Linked DNA regions of Triticum aestivum: region 1 is linked to region 2. The links are chromatin contacts, called in public HiCAR-type maps. All regions are on one chromosome and are shown on one strand. The core of a region is the stretch at or near the end of the contact, and the rest is flanking DNA. Distances in the headings are between cores, read along the strand shown. Region 1 overlaps LOC123062643 (E3 ubiquitin-protein ligase BRE1-like 1). Region 2 overlaps LOC123062642 (auxin transporter-like protein 1).

The links. HiCAR-type assays count read pairs that join an accessible place to other places.
Region 1: a HiCAR-type map of leaf shows a contact between it and region 2, with 8 times the contacts expected there. The contact joins two enhancer-like sites. A contact is called at or near these places in 5 of 5 Hi-C or Micro-C datasets (leaf, root and an unstated tissue) and 1 of 1 datasets of contacts at active chromatin or transcription factors (leaf).

What each region holds. Positions count from the first base shown.
Region 1 is chr3A:620,770,665-620,777,835 of IWGSC CS RefSeq v2.1, reverse strand. It overlaps LOC123062643 (E3 ubiquitin-protein ligase BRE1-like 1), which reads left to right. Exons shown (of 18, transcript XM_044486246.1): 18 at 49-135. The coding sequence ends at 120. Among protein-coding and RNA genes, the nearest start is that of LOC123062643, 16 kb to the left of the region's middle. Within about 2 kb of position 4,780, at least 5 of the 8 cell types and tissues checked have an H3K27ac peak or open chromatin away from gene starts, as enhancers often do.
Region 2 is chr3A:620,526,441-620,533,343 of IWGSC CS RefSeq v2.1, reverse strand. It overlaps LOC123062642 (auxin transporter-like protein 1), which reads left to right. Exons shown (of 7, transcript XM_044486242.1): 1 at 1-111; 2 at 283-539; 3 at 644-829; 4 at 1,296-1,408; 5 at 1,486-1,767; 6 at 3,642-4,107; 7 at 5,568-6,134. The coding sequence starts at 333. The coding sequence ends at 5,798. Among protein-coding and RNA genes, the nearest start is that of LOC123062642, 3.8 kb to the left of the region's middle. Within about 2 kb of position 4,638, at least 5 of the 8 cell types and tissues checked have an H3K27ac peak or open chromatin away from gene starts, as enhancers often do.

The sequences.
Region 1 (7,171 bases), core at 3,531-6,030, 240 kb before region 2:
ACTTATAGTATGACTGTATGAGACCCATTATGAGTTGTCTTATTGCAGGGGTCTCTGTTCGAACGCAAGCCAGAGAATGCCTCTGCCACCATTAACTCCTTCACAGGGTTGGTTGCATAATTCCAATTGCTAGATATTTGTTGGCTCTTCGTCACTCTTAATTCCCTACCATCTTTGGTGGTTCCTGAAGCCTTTCTATCTCATGCTATTATTGGCATTTTTTGAGTTTGTACAAATATTTTCACAACTCTAGGAAATCTTGATGCCAAAAGAGCTGTTAGTCAGTTCTTATGCAATCGCCCATTTGCCTGATGACAACTTTTGAGTGCCTGTAGCACCTGCCTGATCAGAAGAAACCATTCGTGAAAGAAGAACTCCAAAAGCTTGCCGCTGAATGGCCAACAAAGGTGATGAAAAGGCAGAAGAAAGATGACATGAAGAGGAAGGTGAGATTGATATAGACGATCTTTGGTTCCATTGTAAGTAGTCTGTAGCTCCTGGCAGGATTATTTTCACCTCGCGACTCTAGTCACTAGCTTATATACTCCAGCCTATATGTTCCCACACCGTTCTTGTAGTACGAAAGATCACTGGGTACCTGAAAAATACATTGATATCTGCATCCGACTAGTAACAAAATCCCTACATATTCCATGCAATGTAGGAAGCTTTGACCCCTCAGCCTGAAGCAGTGTACGAGAAGGAACACCGCTGCTGGATTGCTCGGCGCCAGTTATAAATCTTGCAAAGTTTGTTGCACTTTGCCATTTCTCATGTGTAATCCCAATCTACCATTTAATTTTTTTGCATTTGCAATTGGCCTCGAAAAATACCACTCTAATTGATCTGGCTGCTGAAGGAAGAAGATGGAGATATATCGTTATCCATGGAGAAGCTTAGAGAAATTTAAAACATTCAAGGCTGTCAGTGGTATTGGCATTCTCAAAATGTTTTCAGCTAGTACAAGAATAACAGGTGCAGGTTGTTGTGTTAATCATGCCGCTAACTCTCTCCTGTGTCAATCTAGTTGTAACGATTGTCTTGGGCTCTTGACATTGATATTTCTCTCGTGTTGCTCTTCCTGTAGGATCAAAGTTATCGACAAAGGGGGTGAATGAGAGATTTTAACAAATTCTTCAAAAATATGAAATACTTAGGTATACTGAAAAATAATGATGGCTATAAAGCAGTTCTGAGGAATTTTAGTCGTACGTGAAATAGAGAAACTTAGAGGCATGCAACAAAACTACCAAGTATGAATCAAAACGGTAGAATAGGAGTTGTGCATTTTGAATATCCAATTCTTCATACCGAAGAATAGAGGCAAAACGGTATGAATCATGCATCCACAAAAAGTAACAGGCCTGAACCATTTTAGGGCGATCCTTTTGTGCCATCGGATTTTCTTCACGAGGATTCCAGTTTGGTGACATTTTGTGCCGCGAATACTATATCTCGCTTACAGCGAGTATAGCAGCCATCTCGCCTGAAAAGTGCGGGCATATGGCCCCTTAGTGCAACTTGTTCGTGTCGCTATAGTTTGCTCTGCTCTAGTTTTTTAAGGATTTTTTTACCTTTTCCTTTCTTTTTCATCTTTTTTTTCACTCGTTTTCTTCCTTACTTTCATGGTCTTCACTGATTTTTTTTCTTTATTTCCTTTGGTTTTTTATTTCTTTCTTGGTTTTCTCCGGTTTTCTTGTTTTCTTTGTTTCTTTTTTTGTTTTCTTTGTTTTATTCTTTTTTTCCTTTTCTTTGTTTTATATTTTTTTCCCTTTTTTAAACGCATGTCTACATTTTTCTTACACCATGTACATTTTTCGTATACATCAAGAACATTATTTAAATACATGTTTAATATTATTCTAAATACATGATTAATATTTTTTAAAATATATGTTTTGATGTCTATTGTTGTCAAATATATTGTTTTCATATACACTGCATGGTATACATCTAAATATTTTTAATACACATGATTAACATTTTTAAAATATATGTTTTGATCTCTACTTTTTTCGTACACATTGTACATTTTTGGTATACATATGAAACGATATTTTTACACATTTTAACATTTTCCAAATACATTATTAACATTTCGTTTTAATTATACGTTTTGATGCCTATTGCTTTCATACATATTTTACATATTTTGTATGTATTTTAAAAATATTTTTATACATATTTATCATTTTTCATATACATGATTACATTTTTAACTATAATTTTTATGTCTGCTTTTTTCGTACACATTGTAAATTTTTTGTATACAAACCAAACATTTTTATACACATTTTAACATTTTTCAAATACATTAATAACATTTTGTTTTCAAATATATGTTTTGATGCCAATTGTTTTCATACGCATTTTACATGTGTGGTATATTTTTAAAATATATTTTTATACATGTTTAACATATTTCATATACATGATTAACATTTTTCTAAATATAAGCTTCGATGTCTACTTTTTATATGCATCAGGAAAAAATATTAAACACGTTTAACATTTTTATTGAATTACATGAACATGTTGTACATAGTATAAACATATTTTAGATTTTTTTAAGTGGGTGAACATTTTTAAAATGACAAGACATTTTTTTAAAGCTATCAACATTTTTTAAGTTACGCTAGCAAAACAATTACACCCCATTAAGTTTTTTTGAGTTCTCCATTTTCCTTGAAGTAAGTATGATATTTTTCAGTTCAAAAATAAAAATAAAATTTTTAAAACGAGAAAAAGAAGAAAAAAAGAATGACAAGCAACTGTAGCGAACGAGCGAATGCAGCGAAGAGCTGATATGGTGGCCCACTATTACCTCTTTTCAGGCGATCACGTACCCGTTTTGTGCTGGCCATTTTGTTGTAAAAACAGGCCGGTAACAAATGGGCTAAGATGTGAGCCCATTTAGAATAGCACATCCGTGTGCCTCAGTACTAAATCACCTCAAAAAAGAAAAAGGAAGAATAGTACTCTCTTGACTCTGAAGGTAGACTGTAGTATGTTCATATTGAAATTTAATGACTACACCTCACGTATCCCAAGAATTGGCCTCGCGCTGCCGTACTAAGGCCCCGTTCGGATTCCCTCCCACTCCCCAACTCCGCTCCGGAGCGGAGTGACATGCAGCTATAATCTGAGGAGTGGCTAGAATGGCGCTCCACGCGCTCCACTCCGCAGTGGGGGAGTGGACGGTTGCCGAACAGTGCCTAAACCTTTGTCTTAACATCATAACATAACATCATGCCAAACCAGACTTAGTGAAAGGCAACACTATCCTGGCAGGAAAGGCAATATGGCATATGTTGCATCGAAGAGACCTCATCAAAGCAGAACATTACTCTAGGTAGTTGCTGATATATATACCCATCTACTAGAAAGTAGAAAGCCGGCTGTTTCCTTCACGTTAGCTGAAGAGCTAGCGTAGCACCAGTAGGAAACATGGGCGGTAATAAAGAGTAAAGAGAAGAGATAAGGGGAATGAAAGGCAGGGGATCAATTAGTGAGAAGTAGCCACCGCTACCGCTACGTCCGCCGGCTCAGGTTAGGTTAGGTGCGGTGCGGATGGACGGGAATAGATGCCGGTCGACGTCAGGACGCAGTGTCTGCCGCCCGCAAGTCCCGACGAGCCCCGCCACCGGGTTGGATTGGCCGAGGCCATCATCGCCTCCATGATCACAGCTCAGATTCACTCGCCCGATGCCCCCTAGAAGCACTCCTAGGACGGATCGACGGCTTCGACTGGAAACGACGGCCACTGTTGTCATCCCGATCATGTTCCTCGGTACCCCTACTGCTACCACACCGTGCGTGCCTCTTCCACTGCCACCTGAATCCGGAGCCCCACTCCCGACTCCACAGCTGCACATCAGAAAGCGCAGAAACGCGGCGCTTTTCCAAAAGTTTCCAAAAGGACAAAGGCGCGCTTTCTAGCCCCGCCCCAGACCTTTTTCCAGGTTTTTCCAAGTCCAAAACCCTAGAAAACGGTGAAAACCCCCCTCCGGGAGCCCGAAGGTCAAAGCGCCGCACTTGTGGTTTGTTTACTCGTGACAGGCAGGCAGGCCGTGCGCCACGCCGCACCAGCCTGTTCCTGAGAGCTGCGAGACGCATCGTCGGAGAGAGTCTTCAGTCAGAGATGGGGGAAGAGCTTGCTGTGGGTGGGCCGGATGGGGATGGTTGAGCGGCAGAATCCGCCGGTGCCCGTCCAAAACCCCGTTAATAATGGGCGCCATGATTGCCCAGATCGGTCGACCGATCCGTCGTCGCTGCTGCTGCTGCTTGTGCTGCTCGTGCGCCTTGCTTTCGCAGGCCAACAGTGGCTCTCAGGCTCCCCATGCCGTATCCGGCTCGCACTGTGCCGCTGCCGTCGTACTCTACTCTACTATACTCGCTGCCTGGCGAGTGGCGAGACAGCGTCTGGGCCGGGGGATCCCGTCGCCATGCGGCCAGCGCTCGTTTGGGCCCGCCGCGGCGAGGCTGGCGCTCGTTCGTTCCTTCCGGGAAGCCGGCCATCGCGGAACAGCGGGAGATGGACGCCCGGTCGCCGGCTCCACGGTGACACCCCATCGCTGATCCGCAGCAACAGTGACGTCGCCGGCGGGACGACGATGGGCACGAGGGCGGGCGCCCACCGCACGGATGTTCGTCCACACGCGCGATGCTCTGTCACGGTCCGACGGACGGACGGAGGGAGGGACCCCGCCACCCCGACATCTCCATCCCATCCCGTGCGCCTGTAGCGCACCGCACGGGCCGCGCATCCTGGCCGTTTGATCCCAGACCGCGACGCTCGACAGACACCGATCGGCCCATGTGCACGCTCGGGTCGTGTGGCGCGGGGACTCCCATCACGCTGCGCGCCAAGGCCCCCATCAGTCGTCTGCTTGGTGCTTTGCCCGTTGGAGCCGTCCGCTCGAGCGACCCCCGGCCTCTCTTCTCCACCGGCACCATCATTGGACATCAAGAGAAAACGGACGCTCAACCCATGGAGTCCAAGCACTCGAGACCGCATCGATTTTCCGCCGCTTGCTTCTGCCGCACTGCATGCGGTACAAGATTTTCATCACCTGCAAGCCTTCTCTCGTGTAATTATGCCCACCCCGACAGAGCACACATGGCAGTCGGTCGGTCGTCGCAGCCCGCAGAAGCGTCTGAGATAGCGTTCAAAATCTTTCATTGTATATGCGGTGATTTGTGAACAGTTTGTCAAAAGATTCGCGGCGTGGTTGCCGGTCGCTCTTGAGAGGGCAGACAGTGACGCGGGCCGATTGTAGTTAGAGGCCAAGCCGCCAAGGTGATGGGGATTTTTAATGGTGAGTCCCCGTAGGGCAATCTAGCCTACTGATTTTTCTTTTTTGGCTGAGAACATGCTCGACTTTGGTCTGTAGCTAGCTGTTAAATTAGTCGTCCTATCTTGATCGGTAGGCCTAAGACTATTGGCCATTGCGTCATAAGCCATTGAATAACTTGGCAAGCTGCATGGGCTCTGCTCATTTCTAAGTCGGACGACCATGCGGCCATTCCACAAATCTTCCTCTCCTTTGTCCTTTCGTTCTTGGAGAGTCGTCATGTGTGCAATCGCTATATAAGTTACGAAGAGTGCATCATCTCTACTCTTATAAAAAAAAGAGTTGATGATGATGGTGTGCCTGCCATCCTGCAATATAGATCGTCCGAGATATATCTGACGCATAGGAAGAAAAATTATGGCAAAGTTTGTAGAAGGATAGCCGCACCCCTCTCCACATTTGCAGATAAGGCATTTCCTCGTTCATCCTTATCTCCCATAAGATAAACTACTCATATAAATGCACCTTGATGTTCCGTGCAACGCACGGACATCTTGCTAGTAATAATACGAATGTTGCCGAGGCACTGCACCAACTAAGAGTTCCCATAGAGTACTCTCCAAAATTTCTTGCAGGCCAGCCCCGCTTATCATTGATTACAACGTTTCTTCCCCAATTCCCCACCTAAAGTTGCAACTAAGAGCATCTCTAGCAAATCCGGTATGCGCCCGTCCATCAAAAACAGTATAAGGGCGCATGTAAAACTTTTTTGCGGTACTGTGAACCCTCCGGTGGAACAGCTCCAGTAAACTTGTCTAGCAAATGTTTTGAGGGACGTGTTTACGAATTCTGTTCCGCGTCAGGGGCCCGCGGTACCGCAAAAAAAGAACCATAGCACAAATTTTGACAAGTGTTTGCATTTGAATAGATGAAAATGATTATATATACATCACCAGTTCATCACATCCAAAATCATGCACAACATACGAGATAGCAAGTTTAATCTTAGAAATATATGATTAAACAAAACATGCTCAAATGATCATCGGTCATGGATAAATCAAGCAACATCCACATTGTTGTGAAGATCGTCACCACCGCCCATAGCACCATCATCTTCATGAACTTGGACCGGAGAACGAGCACCACCACAACCATCTTCAACTTGGACCAGAGAACGAGCACCACCGCCGCCGCCGTCATCCACATGGTTTACCGAAGCATCAACCCCACCTCCACCATCATGGCCAAAACCAACACCACCTCCAAACGCACCTCCACCATCATTGCCGAAGCCACCACCCCCTCCACCACCTCCAAACCCAACACCACCACCCTTGGCACCAACACCCCCAATGCTGAGCCCTCCACACCCTTCACCACCCCCAAACCCAACACCACCACCATGCCAAAGCCACCTCCACCAACATTGTCGAAAGCAAAACTCTCTCCAAACCAAACACCACCAGCGGCCATAAGATTTTGAAGCTCCATCTTCCTCCGGCACATGATCTTCGTTCTTTTCATCTCCTAAAATTCTCTTGTCTTTGCATCCATACCCTTCGGGTTCATCATCATTAACCGGTCCTCCTCGACGGTCCTCTCGTCCTTCCTCTTTTGCTCCCCTAGGGCGATCTTGCACTCCTCGAAGGCACACAACCTCTCCCACTTCTCCTCCTCGTGCTTCTCTTTCTTCGTGGCCATGGCCACTTTAGCATCCCAATGCTTGGATAACAATGCCTCTTTCATCTTCACCATCTCACCAATTTGATCCCTCAAAGTGATTGCCTTGGCTGTCCTCTTGACTCTTGCTTTCTCCTTCTTGTTTCCATCCAGTTTGTCTTTGATTCTTCCTCCTCTTGGTGCATCATCATTAT
Region 2 (6,903 bases), core at 3,389-5,888:
TCCTGCATCAATCGCACAGTAAATTCCGGCGCGCCCTGCATTCACTGCCCCGTCCGTCCGTCCGGCCGGCCAAATCTTTTCCCCTGCTCCTCCTCCTCCTCGCGAGAAAAGGTTCGTCTCTCTTCTCTTCTCTTCTCTTCTCTTGGTGCCGGCGTTTCAGAGGCTGCCGCCGCCCCCGTTTCGTTTTATATTGGCCTCCTCCTGCCCTCGTATTGGGCGGAGGGTCTGCCTGTGCTGTCCTCCTGGATCTTGATCCCTCTGCTCTGCTCCGTCCGTACACAGCACACAGCAAAGCACAGCGCAGCGGAGCCGCGTGGTGAGAGGACGGGAGGATGGTGCCGCGCGAGCATGGGGACGAGGCCATCGTGGCGGACGGGCACGGCAAGGAGGAGGAGGTCGGGGTGATGGGCGTGAGCAGCGGCGGCGCGGACGGCGACGAGGAGCAGCACGGCGGCGGCGGCGGCAAGTTCAGCGTCGCCAGCTTCCTCTGGCACGGCGGCTCCGTGTGGGACGCCTGGTTCAGCTGCGCCTCCAACCAGGTATGTACCATGTCTGTCTTCCTGAGCGTCGATCGCCATGACGTTGAAGAAGAAGAAGATGATTGACTGATGATGAACGGAACGGGATGGGATGTTGGTTGCAGGTGGCGCAGGTGCTGCTGACGCTGCCCTACTCCTTCTCGCAGCTGGGGATGCTCTCGGGCATCCTGCTGCAGCTCTTCTACGGCTTCCTCGGCAGCTGGACCGCCTACCTCATCAGCGTCCTCTACGTCGAGTACCGCTCCCGCAAGGAGAAGGAGGGCGTCAGCTTCAAGAACCACGTCATCCAGGTACCCACCCCCTGCCCCTTCCTGCAATCCATGGCGTGCTCCCCTCCCTCTTCTTCGCTAACGGTTTGCAGTTCCCGGCCGGCTTCGTCAAACGGGCACGCCTTTCTGTCGGCTGCAAAAATACGAAAATGCTCTCCCTTTTTCAGCGAAAAAATTAATCAAAAACGTCCCTGCTTAGCCTCACGCGTTAGATATGCAGTCTCCTCATCCTCAAGTTGCTTGTCGAAGGAAAAGTGTGAACTGCAAGTCTGCAAATGCAGCGGGCAGAGTGCCTTCCTTAATCCTCCCCTTTTAGTCGCAAAACCAGACCCACATTTGCCCCCAAGTAGTAATCACTATGCTTAATGGTTAAAGCATGACAGTACGCATGTACTGGAAACATGGTGAGGAGTAACTGTGGTTGATTAATGGCGAAGAAAGGAAGAATTACTAATCATGAAGCTGCGATGTTGACCTCCCTTCGCAGTGGTTCGAGGTGCTGGACGGGCTGCTGGGCCCGTACTGGAAGGCGGCCGGGCTGGCCTTCAACTGCACCTTCCTCCTCTTCGGCACGGTCATCCAGCTCATCGCCTGCGCCAGGTCAGTCCGTCGCCCTCACTGTGCGCCCAGCTCAGTAGCTGAGATTTAATTAATTTATTTATTTTAACTTGGTACAGTAACATCTACTACATCAACGACCGGCTGGACAAGCGGACGTGGACGTACATCTTCGGCGCCTGCTGCGCCACCACCGTCTTCATCCCGTCCTTCCACAACTACCGGATCTGGTCCTTCCTGGGCCTGGGCATGACCACCTACACGGCCTGGTACCTGGCCATCGCCGCGCTCATCAACGGCCAGGTGGAGGGCGTCACCCACACCGGCCCCAACAAGCTCGTCCTCTACTTCACCGGCGCCACCAACATCCTCTACACCTTCGGCGGCCACGCCGTCACCGTGTGAGTAAATTATTATACGCTCATCTCTTCAGTAAGTAAATTAGTAGTGCTCTGAAGAAGAAGAAGAAGAAGAAGAAGAAGAAGAAGAAGAAGAAGAAGAAGAAATAGGGCGGTGAGCTTTCCGCCGGGCCGCAGCTTTTGCCCGGCGATCGGGAGGACATGTCTGGATTGGAAACCCGGCTCTAGCTTCCATTCCGATGGTCCCCCGTCCCCGGTCCATGGTACTTGCCGCAGCAGCTGCAGCACCACACTAACACTAATGTACTCTCCACAGTGGTAGCATAAGTTAATCTTGATTAACTTACTGAGCAAGATTGTAGCTTTGCATCTAGCCAGCCCCATCCATCCACCCCGTGGGGCGGCACGGATCCCGATGCACAGCCAGGGGCACTTAAAAACTTCCATCTAGGCCGTGGTGGTGGGAACCGGCCTCCTTTGGTTTAGGGTTAGCTTAGCTTAGCTTAGCTAGCTTGCGGCCATGAGTGAGTCCTGGTGCGCTCATGTGCGGTGATGCATCCAAAAGGTCCTCCCTGCCGGTACTAGCACCCACTCACTCACACACACATGAACATGATACAGTCTAGTCTAGAGGAGGGGGGAAAAGAATTGGGGCGCGGTGTATTTTAGATCTCCGGCCACCATGCATTAGACTAGAGCCCTTTATTCCCATTGCTCCTCTGCCTCCGCGATTACTTAACTACTAATCAAAACTTGATTGGATCATTGGTGTTTCCTGGTAGCTAGCTAGCTTAGCCATGATTTGAGGCCATGCGCGGGGGAATAATTAGCGTCGTCTTCGTCACTGAGTGCGGCGTTCAAACACCCTGGTCGCTGCTCGCTAGTGGCCGCCGTTGGGCCGGAGATTTGAACCGTTTTTATTATATTAATAGTAATCTCCTCCTACCAGCAGCAGCTTCGGCGACCAGGCCACTACTGTGCAGCATTATTATTATTATTATTAAGCAGTAGCAGGAGATGCATTTTAGTTCTAGATACATTCATTTCTGCGACAAGTAATTTAAAACGGAGGGAGTAGTTGCCTACTATGCAGCTAATGGTGGCGTAAAAACGAGAAAGCTTTGTGGTAGTAGTATTGATGGAAGTGAGTGAAAGAAAAGGACGGGCCATGGCTGGTTGCACTGAACTGAATTGAATTCAGCTAGTGCGGAGCTCACATCAAGATATGCAATCCCGTCCTGGGCGGACCGGGACGTGCGTGAATGTTGCGGCACATCGTCATCGTCATCTGCTGGCGATGATTCCGTTCCGCTCATCTTGCCATCATCTCGACGTTTTGCTTAGCCCAGTGGGGTGAGGGGGACGCAGACCTACTGCTGCTGCTGCCGCCGCTTTAACCAGAAGTTTCGTCGCAAAGAGAAAGATCCCGTGGTGAATTTTCCACTCTGTTCGTTTCTGATCTCCGGCAAGTTCGAAGTCCGGTTAGGTGGTTGCTGCAACTTGTTGGGAGTGGAGTGGAGTGGCATGATTAAATTGATTGATTGTTAGGCGATTGGTAGGAGTATATATAATCTGCAACGGACTTATTTGGTCGTATTTGTCGGGATCCTCTATTATTTGACCGGCTGGCGCGTGCACGCATGTGTTGGTGAGTGAGTGAGCGGAAGCTCGCCCGGCAGATTCCCCCTGCCGCCCCGATCGATCTTCTTCTTTGCAGCCCAACTGCCCACTGCGTGATTAGGAAGGAAGAAGCCTTCTTTTCCGTGTCATCTGACCAACAAACTCAACAACGCATGCATGTGCAGAGGCCGTTTTGTCCGTTAATTTCCTACTACTTGTGTCATTTCATTTATATAAACAGTCGTTTGTCAATAATGGCGGTGATGCTAATGTTGGTTTGCATGGGCATTGGGCAGGGAGATCATGCACGCGATGTGGAAGCCGGCCAAGTTCAAGTACATCTACCTGCTGGCGACGCTGTACGTGTTCACGCTGACGCTGCCGTCGGCGTCGGCCATGTACTGGGCGTACGGGGACGAGCTGCTGGCGCACGCCAACGCCTTCTCGCTGCTGCCCAAGACGGCGTGGCGGGACGCGGCGGTGATCCTCATGCTCATCCACCAGTTCATCACCTTCGGCTTCGCCTGCACGCCGCTCTACTTCGTGTGGGAGAAGGTGATCGGCATGCACGACACCAAGAGCGTCTGCCTCCGCGCCCTCGCCAGGCTCCCCATCGTCGTCCCCATCTGGTTCCTCGCCATCATCTTCCCCTTCTTCGGCCCCATCAACTCCGCCGTCGGCGCCCTCCTCGTCAGCTTCACCGTCTACATCATCCCCGCCCTCGCCCACATGCTCACCTACCGATCCGCATCCGCCCGCGCCGTAAGCCTCCTTTACTCCTTCACTCTTCTCTATCTATCTATACTACATGCATTGCATTTCTTTTTCTTTTCTTTTCTTTTTTTGCATCGAGGAGGATCATACTGTGCTGTACTATAGCTTTTAGAAGAAGCTTAATTAGCATGTTCTTGCTAGTGAATGCGTGATGCTGCCGTGCGCCTAATTTCTTTCAGATCACTGTAGGAAGAGTACTGGTACCACTGCCTTTTCTTCCTTTATTAGATTAGATTAGGGATCCGACCAATGATTGCCAGTAGGATCGTCGATCGATCATCAAGGATGGGATGAGTGAGGCCGTGCATTGCCAGCTCCAGCTGCATGCATGCATGGCCCGGTTCGCTGCTCTTGGTAGCACCACTGCACCACTAGTCCCAGTACCACATCCACGGTCTGGTCCATGGCGCATCAACAGTGCATGGCCCGATTCATCCATGGTCCATGCATGGCGCATCAACAGTGCCCCGAATGCAACGCAACGCGCATCGGAGGCAGAGGGACGTGCAATGGAATAGATAGTGGAGATCCGTGCACGTACCGCATGCACTGTTGACTGCACGGCCCCAGGGTGGCCCCGCCTCCTGCTTAGGAGCGGCACTGCTCCTACCACGAAGAATCCCCAATCATTGAGCCCGGCCAACGACCACATTAATCCGCCCCGACAACGATTTGGATCCTCGATCCCTCTCCCTCTCCCTCTCCTCCGTCCGTCCGTTGGTTCGGCCGTCGCTGCTGTGGATGGATAGCTGCTACGGCATGGCGAATGGCGCTTAGCCATCGCCGTACCGGTGGTGCGTGTCAGTTCCAAGGGTTGGTGCCCCGAATGAGGAGGTCTCCCCCATGTTTAGTGTACCATCCTACATATGGCCCATCCCGTAGGTGAGCCTGCCTGAATGCAGCAGCTGTAGCTGGTCCCTCCCCGGCCGCACAGGAGCAGAGGGCCGATCGTGGGCTCGCCGCCGGCCGGGCCGGTATAGATAGCAACCGTTGACATGGAGGTGTCGGGATCTCCTGTTGCTTTGGGCACGAGTCCCCGGAAGCTAGCCGGGCTACCAGGCGCGCCGGTCGCCGTCGCGGCGTTGGCCTGGCGCGTCTGGACTCTCACTGGCTTTTCGCACGGGTGATGGATGGATAGATAGCATGCGGCGCCGCTGGAGACGGACGTCGACCGATGGGGATATCGTGGCGTGGGTTGCGGGGTCCCTTTCTTTCCCGCTCGATTCCTTCCTTTTCCTCCAGCTTTGCGAGAGAGAAATCGAATGTGGTTTCCTGTACGGATGATAGATCATAGATAGAGAACACGCACAACGTTTCTTTTTGTGTGTGTGCAGCAGCGCAGTGGCTCCGTTCCATGCATCCATCATCCATTTTGTTGTGCATGTTGGTAGTAAATTATGCTCTGTGTTTTACTGATGATTTGTGATCGTTTTGCAACGACTGAACAGAACGCGGCGGAGAAGCCGCCCTTCTTCCTGCCGAGCTGGACGGGGATGTTCGTGCTCAACGCCTTCATCGTGGTGTGGGTGTTCGTGGTCGGCTTCGGGCTGGGAGGCTGGGCCAGCATGGTCAACTTCATCCGCCAGATCAACACCTTCGGCCTCTTCGCCAAGTGCTACCAGTGCCCCAAGCCCGGCGGCGCCGCCGTCGCCCCGGGCCCCTCGGCGTTGCACCACTAGCCCCCTCGCCGTCGCCCGGGAGCGTGACGCCGCCATGCCACCGGCCGGCGGGAAGCCCGCAAGGAGAAGCCCGAGAAGCTTCCCTCTCCCGGCACGGCGGATCCTCCAGTACTGTTGCTTGTTAGGTTTTGGTCGCCTTGTAACATACAAGCCTCGCCTCTCCTCTCCTAGGGTGTCCGTCAGTGTCACACCGCACCGTAGTAGAACATGAGGGTGGCCGGGTCCCTAAGACCCGTTGGGAGTACGTACGTACGTGTCCGTGTGTTTGTGTTTGGCTTGGCTTGGCTTGGCTTGCCCCGCCCAATATATATGTGATGGTCGTCATGGCTTATAAGATTTGCATGCAGCTCCTGGGACAATTCCATACGACGATGAATTGAATTGACGATGCTATTAACATAACATAGCACTACTATCCTCTAGGGTTGTCGATCAGTTTCTTTCATCTTCTTTTTTCATTCACTCTCTCCCCCGCTGGATCGAAGTGTATATTGTAAGCGCAGGCGAGCGAGCGAGCGACTGTGAACTGTAACGGAGACGGTCGATCGGCGTTGATTCCTCCTGCTGGCTAAAGGCAAAACACGGGGGCCATTGTTTAGGGGTCTTCCTCGCTGTTGGCGGCTCGCCTTTTGGCCCGTGCTGCGTCGCTCGCTGCCTTTGGCCCCGGCCCCGGCGGGCGATCATCGGATCTTCCCGGCGGAAATTCTGAAAGGGGCGCCGAGATACGGTGGCGGTGGTGGGTCGGCGCGGGGCATGATGGCGCGCACAACCGGGACCAAACATGCTTGCTCGTGAGGCTGGAACGCGGCGCTGGAGAGTTGTAAAGACGGTACTCTACCACTGCTGGCTTTGCATTGTGATCGTGACAACGACGACGACGGCGACGATACCGATTAGCGGCCCGTCTTATCGCACCGCACCCTCGTCGTACCACGCCGGTGGGTGAGCCTCGCTTTCTTCCCAGGATTGGACTCCACTCCAGTACCGAGTACCGACCCCTGTTGTAGTGGTACGAACCATGTACGTACAGCTCGCAGGATCGGTGCTATTGGCCTGTGCATCACAGAGCATCAAGACGGGCTTTGATTGCAGGGGAGAGAAGAGA